2 separate regions of the Zea mays genome follow, and region 1 is linked to region 2. A link is a contact called in public Hi-C data. All regions are on one chromosome and are shown on one strand. The core of a region is the stretch at or near the end of the contact, and the rest is flanking DNA. Distances in the headings are between cores, read along the strand shown.

Evidence for each region. Hi-C and Micro-C count contacts between places; a contact is called where the count stands out from the background.
Region 1: a Hi-C map of leaf shows a contact between it and region 2, with 2.1 times the contacts expected there. The contact joins the enhancer-like site here to the promoter of LOC100282308 in region 2. A contact is called at or near these places in 2 of 25 Hi-C or Micro-C datasets (both in leaf).

What each region holds. Positions count from the first base shown.
Region 1 is chr3:226,492,112-226,495,503 of Zm-B73-REFERENCE-NAM-5.0, reverse strand. LOC541763 (myosin 1) reads left to right here. Exons shown (of 39, transcript NM_001111455.1): 33 at 34-104; 34 at 179-278; 35 at 355-411; 36 at 492-548; 37 at 643-723; 38 at 842-924; 39 at 1,010-1,543. The coding sequence ends at 1,133. Among protein-coding and RNA genes, the nearest start is that of LOC541763, 19 kb to the left of the region's middle. Within about 2 kb of position 1,308, at least 9 of the 20 cell types and tissues checked have an H3K27ac peak or open chromatin away from gene starts, as enhancers often do. A contact at or near this core is called in leaf, where this site is marked.
Region 2 is chr3:226,362,259-226,365,801 of Zm-B73-REFERENCE-NAM-5.0, reverse strand. It overlaps LOC100282308 (peptidyl-prolyl isomerase CWC27), which reads left to right and starts at 2,180. Exons shown (of 11, transcript NM_001155220.2): 1 at 2,180-2,464; 2 at 2,746-2,924; 3 at 3,030-3,128; 4 at 3,291-3,394; 5 at 3,479-3,543. The coding sequence starts at 2,245. It overlaps LOC103651529 (a long non-coding RNA gene), which reads right to left and starts at 2,208. Exons shown (of 4, transcript XR_564798.2): 1 at 2,120-2,208; 2 at 1,541-1,700.

The sequences.
Region 1 (3,392 bases), core at 59-2,558, 130 kb before region 2:
TTGCATTGACATGATTCTCATTGATTTTGACAGGTCCCTTCAGTCTTAATCAGCAAAGTGTTCACTCAAATCTTTTCATTTATTAATGTTCAGTTATTTAATAGGTATGATTCATAGTTGCTCTACCTGTGCTACGTTAAGTTCTCTTTCTGGTTTTAAGGAAGTCCTTGTATTGTAGTCTTCTTCTTCGACGGGAGTGCTGTTCATTTAGCAACGGAGAATATGTGAAAGCTGGATTGGCAGAATTAGAGCAGTGGTGCATTTATGCAACAGAAGAGGTAAAGACAAACTCTTTTTTTTTTATAACTTTGGACAATATTGGATTTATATGCTAATGTTATGTTGCACGGACAGTATGCAGGTTCTTCCTGGGAAGAATTAAAACATATTAGGCAGGCTGTTGGATTCCTTGTACGTATTCTATGCTGATTGGATGTTCTATTTTATTGTAACTTTTTTAAGCTGAAAATAGATATTCTATTATATTATAGGTGATTCATCAAAAGCCAAAGAAAACATTGAAAGAAATTACCAACGATCTGTGCCCTGTAAGTATCTCTGAACTCGGTTAACTTCAGCTACTCGTCAACATTTGCAAGTTATATGACATACAGCTTGTCACATGTTTTGTTAATCTCTCAGGTCCTTAGCATACAACAGCTATATCGAATCAGTACAATGTACTGGGATGATAAGTACGGTACCCACACTGTTTCATCAGATGTAAGCCTTGTTCTACTTGTTTAAGTTGTTAATCAGCTCAAATTTTCTCACTCTATTGTGTCAAGATATGGCGCTATTTGGTTTCTGATGGAAAAAAAAAAACAAAATGATGTTATAGGTCATCTCAAGTATGAGAGTAATGATGACAGAAGATTCTAATAACGCGGTCAGCAGTTCGTTCCTGTTGGATGATGATTCCAGGTTATTGTTTTTGCTTATTCCTACTCAGATATACGTATTGTTGACTTGAAGGCCGTTGCTTGACACAGTGTGCTCCTAATCACAGCATTCCGTTTTCGGTGGACGACATCTCGAAGTCGATGACAGAAATCGAGGTAACAGATGTCGACATGCCACCTCTGATCCGGGAGAATTCTGGCTTCACCTTCCTACACCAAAGAAAGGACTAACAGGGTGGTCCTTCCAGCTGCATGTCCCTTTTTGCACATTCTTTTTCTCCGCTCAACCTGTGCATAACTCATGTACATACGCTCGTGCCTTTTGCTCTCTGGTCAGGGCTTGTTAGATGTATTGTCTTTGGTTTGATTGGTTGGTTGGTTCTTTCCTCGATCCTCTCCCAATTTTGTTGGGCGAAGGGTCCACAATCTATGTTTCTCCATACTGTAGTGAAAAGGGGCCGGATGCCCCTGGTCTCCCCGAGCTGCTTTTGGAAAAGCTCGTGGTCATTAAGCAGTTAAGCTTGTGGAAAAGGTTCTCCACATCTACCGAGTCGTTCGTTGTGTCGCCTTCTTCATATGGATCATCGCCATATTGTAAATTGCAAATACGATTATAGTTGAAAAAAGAGATATTACAGTGATAGCAGTGTTCTGGAGTTTGGATCTCATGAATATTCTGCTGTTCATCTTGGTTATCGAGATGTTAGGATAATCTTGGAGGCACCTGCAAACTCTATATCAGGATGCATAATGGCGACAAAGATTATACACGAGTATTAATAGGCTAACAAAAGGTTAATCAGAGACTAGCCCGCATGCCATGTCTAGGACAAAAAATGCCATGACCAGTGACGCCAAAATTTGTTTAAGATGACTAATTATTTATAAATATAAATTGTGCGCCACGCAAGGGAATTTGTGACGTAACGACGATGCCGTATCAGGAAATCTGGGAGATTGGGACCCGTGCGTATAATTTTGGCGGTCGAGCCTGCGGATGCTCAGTCATATACTCATATCTATACACTATACTAACTATTAAGGTCCTATTTAAGATAGCTTCAACTTCAAAAAAAATTAATAAAGTTGGTGGAACAAGTCATTAGCTATTTCAGAAAATCATAGAGCTGGAGCTATAAGTCTTTAGAAGACATTTAGATAAATTATTTTATTTATTATTTAGATTAAAATATTTTTTAAAACTATGAAAATTGATATTATAAAATACAACTCCAAACTAGAGTCGAAACCTAGAGCCATCCAAAACACTACCTAAGACGATAGTGTAGACCACAGGTGGAACCATACCCCTGCCCCAACGTCTATAGAAAAATAGTCCACAAAATTATTGCGCGGGGAGGGAGATCGAACCCATGCGGCACCTTGGTATAGGCACCGAATGACACTAGCTATGTTCTACTAGCCACTTGAGCCCACATGTTTGTGTCTAATAGTCAATAGGTGTTATAAATATGTGTAGACTGAGTTTTTAAAATAATAAAAAAAATCATGTCAGATCGGGTCGACACTATGGGCCGAGACAGCGGCCCAAGCATAACACACCTCTCGGGTCGGGCTGGCATGTGCCCCATTGTAATAGTGTTGGGTCAATGCCACGACACTATTAAATAGATCGTGCCTCGGGCCGGTCCGCTAGACACGATCCATTGGGCCATCTATATCGACCCCTCCACGCTATCGTCGGTCGCAAGCCCTTACATCCCATGCTTCACGCATTGCCACACATCCCACGCTCCTCGCCTCCTCCGCGCCCGCGCCAAACGCCCACCATCCTCGCCTCCCTCCACTTCGCCCCCTCGCCTGCGTTTGCCCCACGTGTTGCCCCTGCCTCCTTGCCCCTCTGAACCATTGCAATAGACCCCCCTTGGTCCCCTCCCTCACTTTCATCCATCGCCTCCTCCTCGACGCCCGCGTCACTGGTAAGGATCTCGAGGGGCTCGTGGCCAGCGTCGAGGCGCTCAAGACTCCATCTAGGACCACGATGAACTGTCTTATTCGTATGTGCGTTATTTCCAAGAGGTGGACAAGGAGATGATGTGCATCCTGACCTAGGTCAACATCAAGGGCGTCACATAGGTGCGTCACATAGGTCACACACGTTGTGCGGCTAGGCATGGTCGAGACTCAAGAGGAAGTGCGACGCCATTGTTAACATCCGCTTCAGTGCCACCTCTGACGTGCCTTCCTTTGCTCTACTATGTCTACGCCGCCACCAAAGCCACAATACTAATAAGGTTTCCTCGCATCTCTCTAGCTAAATCGATAAGGGCATGTTTGTTTGAGAAAGAATTCAACCTAGAATTGTTCCAGTTGATCAAACCCTATATAAATTAAACAAATAATCTGGCTAAGAGTGGTTACGAGTGACCATTCCTTAGGAACCGAATAGGCCTTAAAGATATAGGTAGGTATACCGTAAAATCAGAATTCCACCATGGCTATGCATTTTAAGGACATGAAACTTAGGTG
Region 2 (3,543 bases), core at 931-3,430:
AACATAGCAGTTAATAATGAACTTCATGAAATTTCAAAACTCAGCATTTTGTGAAAACATTAGTGATCTCCACTTGATAAGTTAGCTAATTTGAAAACTCAATTGCAGCCTGCATATCTTGCGTTTTGATTTTAGCTAAATTGCTTGTTAAACCTAAATGCATTTTGGATGGGTAACTTATGCTATTGCCCCTCTATACAGAAACAAGATTAGAAGACGGTGCTGAGAAAATACAGGAAATCCATGCGGCACTTAGATCTTTGCTGGGAAGAAAGAAGACATTGATGAAGGTAGTTTTTTTTTACTTTTTCTCTCCGTTTAGTTTGTTTATTCTATAGTTTGTTAATTAAATATCAGCACACATTTTACTTTTAGTCCTGACGCTGACTTTCTATTTATGCTCAGACAGGAACACTGCTCTACGAAAAACTGAGTCAATTATATTCACAAGCTCTGTAAGTTCCGTTTCAGCCTCTTGTTCATGCACAAGTTTCTGATTATATAGTATAACTTTTTGCAAGGTTCTATTTTCAGCACCATTAGTGTTTCCTCAATTGTACCTACGGTTGAGCCATTCGTTAGTATATTGAAGCCAGTTAAATCTGCATATGTCCTAAGCACAAAAATCAGATGTCACCTAGATAATAATGATGCTTCCACCTCAGATTCTAAAGAGAATGCATTTGATTGGGGTAGGATATGGAAAATGGATGTCCTGAATAAAGTCAAAATGTTTGTATGGCGCATGGCTCACAATGCTTTGCAGGTGAAGCGGAATATAGTAATGAGGGGAGGGGATCTGGACACTCTTTGCCCAATGTGCTCAAGGTTTGATGAAGATCCAAATCATCTATTTTTTAAATGCAAGGAGGCAAGGCTGGCAACTGCTAAACATGGAGGATAAAAGAATCATTTTAGGGCTAGCTTGACCACTCTATTTTTCCAAGGGATTTTCATTTTCCTAAGGTAAATCCCTCAGGAAAATGAAGTTGTCAAACTAGCCGTTAATGAGAAAGAATTCTCCTCAGGCAGTGCTGCATAAAATCTGGAATTTTGACAATGATTGACAATGCAAAATAATTTTATTCTTATGGTCCCGGTGGTCTGCACGTAATAAGATCATTTTCGGTGAAAGGAGAAAATCGGCGCAAGAAGTGATTAATGGTGTTTTCTTCCATTTTCAGGCATGGACAAAGGCAACACACTTGTGCAAGCTTCCTACTATATCATCTAGAAAGCCAAAATGGAGGGCTCCTCCCAAAGATGTGTACAAGATTAACTGTGACGGTGCTTTTACTCCTACTTCTAAAAATGCCAGATGGGGCTTTGTAATCAGAAATCATATTGGTATAGTTGTAGCAGCAGGAGCAGGTTCTGCATATGCTCTGCTGTCAGCTCTACATTTTCTCTTGTAGTATGCAGCTGTTCTGGGAATCAGAAATGTTATTTTGGAGACTGATGCAGCTGTTCTAGCCGAAGCGCTGTCTAACTCAAGTGTTGATAGGTCTGTGCTATGAGTTCTGATGGAGGAGATTAAAACCTTTATGTACCCAGATTTTGTAATGTTGTAGCTGATACTCTGGCGGCCATTGGCTTGAACTGTTTGGATGGTCCGCTGTTGTGGCGGCTCGATCGTGTGCCAGATTCTGTAGCTTTGCTGGTGACCGGTGATATGCCAGGCACAAGTGTTTAATGGAATCCTGTTTAGTGTTTAAAAAAGTCAAAATCGATTCAATCCATATCTATCTAGAAGCTAGACTTGCAAAATATACCTAACATGGATTAAATCAACACATAAAAATAAGAAGAGAGAATATACTGACATAAAAAAATCTAAGGATCAAATTCAAGCTTTTAGATCTAAGATTCCTGGAATTTACCCCGCGAGGAAGAAAGACCAGCAGAGAAATCTCTGTACCATCGATGCAAGAAAAAATGAAGTACAGTCGGTGGAGTATTTTTTAAGGGATTAAATATTTTTTTAACCCAAACAAACAAATCTCTGTACCGTGAAGGGTCGCAATTTGTGTTCCGTTGCATCGCACGGGCACGTTCCTAGTAAAACTTGAAGCCCAATTGCATGATTCGGGGTGAAGCCCAGTGTTGGGCTTGGGCGTACCTGACTTCCGAAAAAGCTCCGCCACGCCCGGCCGGAGGTCCGACCGACGCCTAGACCGTTCCAAAGGGAAGGGAGCACGCGCGCGCGAGGTAGAGCAGCGGCGGCGGCGGCAGGAGTGAGGCAGGATGTCTTCGGTATACGTGCTTGAGCCCCCGACGAAGGGGAAGGTGGTGGTGCAGACGACGGCCGGCCCGCTCGATATCGAGCTGTGGCCCAAGGAGGCCCCCAAGGCGGCGCGCAACTTCGTGCAGCTCTGCCTCGAGGGCTACTACGACGGCACCCTCTTCCACCGCGTCATCAAGAATTTCCTCGTTCAGGGTGGCGACCCCACTGGCTCCGGCACTGGTACGAACCCAATCGACCGCCCCCCCTCGCCCTTGAGCATACCTACCTGTACGTATCTAGGGTTTCTGATTCCACACCATGATGCTGATGTTTACTGAATTGATTCGTAGATCTCGATCAGATTACTAATATCTCAAATTTGATGTATTCACGCCTGAGTGACATCATCTGATTGTTTTGTTAAATAAGGCTGTGGCGTTTTGTCGTGGGTTTGAGGGGTGGTGGGGGGTGAAGTGCTTCGATTTGGAGCTGATGACATCCTTTTGGTTTCACTCCTGCAGGGGGTGAGAGCATCTATGGGGCTCCATTTGCGGATGAGTTCCACTCGCGGCTGAGGTTTAACCACAGGGGTTTAGTGGCTTGTGCCAATGCTGGTACATCTCATTCTAATGGGAGCCAATTCTTTATCACCCTTGACCGTTGTGATTGGCTTGATAAGAAGAACACCATCTTTGGGAAGGTAATGTGGTCTAGCTCGAGACTCGAGAGCTTCTTTCAGTGCATGTCATGGTACAGTGTGCCGTTCCTTTGGAATTATCATGGTTGGCTACATGTTTTTTTGCAGGTTACTGGTGATTCTATTTTCAACCTTCTTTCCTTGGCCGACGTTGAGACTGATAAGGATGATCGACCTGTGTACGTGCAGAAGATTCTTTCAGTCGAGGTGCCTATTATGAAATGTCATATTTTGTGTTTATTTCAAATTATGATAGTTACCCATATTTTACTTGGGTCATTGGGTGATATATAACCTACCTTATAGTTTCTCCATTACTTGTCAATCCCAACTAATTTACTCTTCTGGTTCCTTTTTCTGTTTCTGTAGGTTCTCTGGGACCCATTTGAGGATATTGTTCCAAGGCAACTTAAGAAGGCTGAATCTGTTGCTAAGGCTGATGCTGAGGTGAAACCCAAGAAGAAGGCAGTTAAGTAAGTAGTTTCCTCCACACTGTTCTTAGGATGACCGTGCAATGCATGTTGGAGTAGTTTTGACCAAAGTTGTTAATCTTTCAGGCAACTTAACGTCCTCTCGTTTGGTGATGAAGTAGAAGAGGAGGAGAATGAAGCAGCTACCTCTG